Linked DNA regions of Sus scrofa: region 1 is linked to region 2. A link is a contact called in public Hi-C data. All regions are on one chromosome and are shown on one strand. The core of a region is the stretch at or near the end of the contact, and the rest is flanking DNA. Distances in the headings are between cores, read along the strand shown.

Region 1 (2,700 bases), core at 43-2,542, 100 kb before region 2:
CAGCTTGGGGGCAACAGTGTGGAGCAGGTGTGGCCCATTCTGTGCAAGATGGACAAGGGGAGGGGAGAGTTGAGATTAAAGTCAAGAGGATAATGGAAATGATGGCCCCTGGGACTAGACTGATGATACATGGAAGGGAAATCAGAAGGGGTTGGGGAGGCTGAGGACTTGGTACAGAATTTAGGCGCTTTGCCTTGAGTACTGGGTTCAAGTTGGGAACAGTGGCACCAAGACCAAGTGTGTCTTTGGGAGTGGACTATTGAAATGGAGTGGAGGTCGAGGTCCTTCCAGAACAGGTAAAGCTGGGAATTTCGAAGTTTTTTGGTGGTGGTGAAAGAGCAGTTCCTGACCGTCCTTTCCTGATCACATTAGTGCTGCTCCATAAGGCCTTACAAAGCCAACAGCACTTCACTGGAGACAAGAATTTTAAGAAAATGCCTGACAATAATTGCTGGAAGAGAGGGGCTTAGAGAATTGAGTCCTTAACTGATAACCAAAGCAGAGGAGGTGACTAAAGGTTAATACAGAGGTTTATATAGAGTTAATATAGAGTTTAAAATTGAACAAAATTGGGGGAGAAATTTGAGAATAATGAACCTCTGAAAGAAGAGAAAAATGGTTTCAACTAATTGGAGAATTAAATGATGTTAGGAGATCTGTAGTGTTGCTGGGGGTGTGAGTAGGTAAATAGAAGAAACATCCATGGAATGTGGAAGGGTGTGGGCACAGTATTCTGTTTCTGAAGCTCATTCTCTAGACACTTCTCAGAGGTTCCGTCTGATGGCATTGATTTGATATTACCTCAGAGACCACCTGAGCTTACTGATTTATCATAACCTATAGGAAGATAACAGCTATTTCAGAAATTAGAATTATTGAACATTTTGTAAATCCACAGGCAAATGAAAATCTTTGCAGGCTTTATTTATGTCCTCAAATCACATCGGAACTTCACACACTCTTTATAATAAAGCTAATTAGCTTTTACCTCTAATAAATGTTTTATTTGAAGTTGAAAACGCTTTAGAAGTTCCAAATATTTCACTTGAAAGCTTTAGTTGTGTATATACTTAGAAGGTAAACGTTCTTTTTTAAATTTAGTTATTCATACATTTTAGATCTTTTTTTAAGGAGTCATTAAAGAGTAAGCATTCTTGTTTCTCCAGTTTGTTGGCTTTATGGCCCAGGGGTGTCTACAATAGCGTTTTAACCTGGCGTCATTCTGGGTGGGGCTGACTTTTGGCAGCGGAGGAGAGGGGTACAGAGGATGTGGAGGGCGTTGGGAAGATCCCTGTGACAGCCCAGCCCTGTTACTGGGAGCCACCTTGGTATAACTTAACAGAGAACCGTGAATCATCACATTCCTGGTTTAATCACAGATGTTTAGGAAAACATGGGTTGGGTTATTTCACCTTGAATTGTTTTGCTTTTAATTTTGTATCCGAAACTAGCAATTATGCAGTTGACTGTGTAGCACAGAAACATTCATTACGTGTAGCGTTCACCAGTACGCTCAAATAATATTAACATAAATCAGTATCCTCCTGTGAAAGAAGCAAGAGCTTCTCAGTCATTTGTGTTGTGGTTAGCTAGTTTTAAAAATTCCCATTAGCATCAGTTTTTATGAAATTTCTCTCAAATCGTGGTTCTTGTGCCATGAGTGACTTGAAATAAAGACATGAGGGATTTTTTTTCTTTTCTTTCTTTCTTTCTTTTTTTTTTTTTTTTTGTATATTTAGTATGTTCTCAGATAGAGCTTAATAGGGATGCTTCCTGATTTAAGTAGAATTTTGTCCTGTCTCCCATCTTGGTGGTAAAATTACCAAGTTTACTTGGCTTGAGGTTCCTCCTCCCATCCTCAGCTTGGGCACATCTCTTTGGTGACACCACACCTTTCCCCTGTTCCTCTTTCACACATCCTCTCCCTCCTGCTGCCTTCGGGCCCTTGTGTCCTCCTTTCCTTCTTTCTTCCCACATCCCCAGTCTCTCAGTGGATGGGGTCTCTCTCCTGAGAGTTCAGCAGATTTGTGCAGTCTTGCAGAAGCTTCCAGTGATTCATTACCTCCTCTTTCCTACCAGATTTGTGGGCTGTATGGTCCACACACATCTTTCTCTCCTGTTTTCTCTGCATTCCTGGTAATCTGATATTTTCACCACAGCTCTTTCGGTTACCTTTTCTTCACTCATTCTCCTTAACTTCTTTACAGGATTTGACAGATGAGCAATAATCCTCTTCTTGAAATTCTCAGAATCAGTATCCTGATTCTCTCCACAGTATCCTAACTGCTCTGATTTTGCTCCCTTCCTCCCTCCCTCCTTCTCTGTCTCTGTCTCTCTTTTTTGTTTATTTTTAAGGCCACACCGGTGGCGTATGGAAGTTCCCAGGTTAGGGGTTGAATTGTAGCTGCAGCTGCCAGCCTACTCTACAAGCCACAGCAACAGCAACAGCAACTCTGGATCCAAGCCGTGCCTGTGACCTACACCATAGTTCATGGCAATGCTGGATCCTTAACCCGCTGAGTGAGGCCAGGGATGGAAGCCACATCCTCACGGATACTAGTCTGGGTTCTCAACCCAATGAGCCACAATGGGAACTCTGATTTTGCCCTCTCTTTTTCTAAGGGCTCTTTAACCCACCATCTTAATGTGGTCCTTATCCCAGTTTTAGACTTCACTCTTGTTACAGTTGCTTCCTCCAAG
Region 2 (2,700 bases), core at 145-2,644:
GCTCAGATTCAATCCCTGGCCTGGAAAACATCCATATGCTACAAGTGTGGCCAAAAACAGTTAAATTGTATGAGGAATTACTTAAATTATATAATTCCTATTTCCTGGTTTGTCTCCGGAGTTTGTCCCTTAAGCTGGCCAGAAGACATAATTACAGGCAGACTTAGAAAGGTCTGGAGGAGAGAGGACCCCAAACAGGGACAGATGGGGGAACAGCCTTGGACCTGGGAATAATCACAGGCAGAACAGTCCCTCAGGGGTTCTGGGGGTCCCATTTGCCTGCTAGGCCTACCAGAACCCTTTTGTCACAAGCCGCCTGACCCAGATGCCCTGGCTATGCACAAGGTCTGGGGAAGTCAAGCTCCTCGCCTGCTGCTGCAGCCTGTAGCAACCCGCAGCCACCTAAGATCCTTAAACCTCCATGCTGGGAAGGCTTGGTGCCTGAATGGGGGCCAAAAGAGAAGCTCCCCTGCCAAGGTGGGAAATGGTGCTGCCTGCCATCCAGGCTCTTAGATCTCACTGGATCACTGTCAGGGACAGAGGGCCAGGATTCAGGAGTCATGGAAATGGCAGCACTCCCCAGGGAGGCACAGGGGACAGAACCAATGTGATTTGAGGCTCCAGGTCCCCAGTGTGTCTCCGTTGTCCCTTGACCCTGACTTAAAAAGCATAAATCCAGAGTAAATTCATAAAGTCAAGACATTACTGCAGGGCACATGCCCCAACTGCTGGCACACCTTTGAAGGTAGCCTGGGTGGGGTCAGGATTTTACATTTTTGTTTTTCTTTTTTCCTCTCTTTTTAAGATGGGAGACACTAGGGGAAGCTTGAATTCAGAGAGGTAGACTCTTATACCTGAGCGAGGACAAAGATGATGGCCAGACAGAAGGGATTGGGGTGGGGAGGGGGCATCCCCCAGATGGGATTCCCAGCCCAGGGGGGAGGGAAAGAGAGAAGAAAAGCATATGTTTAAGGTAGGTGTGTCATATTTGGCAGGAAGGGAAAGGAGTTTCCATTCCTTAGTTTCTTTTTTTCTCTGTGAATTATTTGCTTGGGCTGGGGAGGGGGTCTTTGAGGGATCATTAGGAGAGTGTAGAAGATGGGATGCAGAAGCTGTGAAGGAGAAATGAGTCAGAGGCTTGACCTACAGTCCAGCTAAGTCATGGATCCCATGGAATTAAGGAGTTTCCATTCTGCCTGGTTGTGTGACATTCAGGACCCTAAAAAGAGAAAGCCCTAGGCAGAGGCAGGATGGCCCCCTTCTTCCTTAGGAGGAACTCTTCTTAGGAAAGACTATACTTTATTTTGAACTGAATAAAAAATGCCTTGTTTTTAGTGTTTACATATCCTTTTGTTGTTGTTGTTGTTTTCCTTTGTCTTTTTAGGGTCATACCCATGGCATATGGAGGTTCCCAGAACTGTAGCTGCTGGCCTACGCCACAGCCGCAGCAACATGGGATCTGAGCTGCATCTGTGACCAATACCACAGCTCACAGCAACGCCAGATCCTTAACCAGGGATCGAAACTATGTCCCCACGGATCCTAGTCAGATTCGTTTCTGCTGAGCCACAATGGGAACTCCTACATGCCCTTTTAAAAAATGAAATTATGTTGGTGATAGTAACATTCTTTTAGTTTTTTTGTGTGTGGCAAAACCTTTGATATAAAATTTACATTTTATATCATAAACTCCCATAATGTTTGTTTTTAAATGTCTTTACTTTGCAAAATAAAATAAGATTAAAATCTGGTCATCCTATATTGTACCCCTAAATTTTTTTTTTGAAATGTTACTGATCTGTGAAACCTAGAAACTTTATGAGCCTTAAAGAGCTTTTCCTGGAGTTCCTGTCATGGTGCTGCGGAAGCAAATCTGACTAGGAACCATGAGATTGCAGGTTCTATCCCTGGCCTTGCTCAGTGGGCTAAGGGTCTGGTGTTGCTGTGAGCTGTGGTGTAGGTTGAAGACACAGCTCAGATCTGGCATTGCTGTGGCTGTGGCGTAGGTTGGCAGCTATAGCTCTGATTTGACCCTAGCCTGGGAACCTCTGTATGTTGCAAATGCAGCCCTAAAAAGCAAAAAACAAACAAAAAAAAGCTTTTCCTTATTTAAAGGGTGTCATACACCTTTACTGGCAGAAGAAAACTGAAGCAATTTATACAGTTTTTAAAAATATGGCACAAGAGTTAGATTGGAATTATTTATTTTGTTGTAACAATACTTTGATAACGTTCTCCTAATTCTAGTATTTTGTATATATATTTTCTTCTGTAAAATTATCTAGATTGTCTCATTTTCTGCCACGGGAGCTTTATTTCCCCTTTGTGTTTCATGTGTAAACTCACAGCTCATACTAAAAATAACACATACGCTTTTCTAAAGATTTTTTTTTTTTCGTAATGGAAACATACTTATAGAAAATGTGGGTATGGATAAAGTTGTTTGTCTGGGCACAGCGGTTTAAATAAATTGTTCTAAGATTTATAAAGATTTTGCACACATAGTTTTTTTTTCAGTCTGCGCCACAGACACCAAAAATCCCACAGGAAGTTGTCTCATAAGTGTTGTGGTTTTTCAGTTTCCTATTCAGATTGCATAAAATGATGAGAAATAAAATAGTCTGTGCAATTGAAAGATTCTTGGTTAAGCTTTATTGTAATTCTAAATGAGAATCTCAATTTTGCTTTTATTTCTTCCCA

What was found. Hi-C and Micro-C count contacts between places; a contact is called where the count stands out from the background.
Region 1: a contact with region 2 is called in a Hi-C map of omental adipose tissue, with 1.9 times the contacts expected there. The contact joins two enhancer-like sites. A contact is called at or near these places in 7 of 47 Hi-C or Micro-C datasets (alveolar macrophages, embryonic fibroblasts, fibroblasts and 3 more) and 1 of 2 datasets of contacts at active chromatin or transcription factors (skeletal muscle).

What each region holds. Positions count from the first base shown.
Region 1 is chr1:145,165,558-145,168,257 of Sscrofa11.1, reverse strand. All of the region lies in intron 2 of TJP1 (tight junction protein ZO-1), which reads left to right. Among named protein-coding and RNA genes, the nearest start is that of TJP1, 29 kb to the left of the region's middle. Within about 2 kb of position 1,292, at least 4 of the 83 cell types and tissues checked have an H3K27ac peak or open chromatin away from gene starts, as enhancers often do. A contact at or near this core is called in omental adipose tissue, where this site is marked.
Region 2 is chr1:145,062,090-145,064,789 of Sscrofa11.1, reverse strand. All of the region lies in intron 2 of TJP1 (tight junction protein ZO-1), which reads left to right. Among named protein-coding and RNA genes, the nearest start is that of SEH1L, 12 kb to the left of the region's middle. Within about 2 kb of position 1,394, at least 1 of the 83 cell types and tissues checked has an H3K27ac peak or open chromatin away from gene starts, as enhancers often do. A contact at or near this core is called in omental adipose tissue, where this site is marked.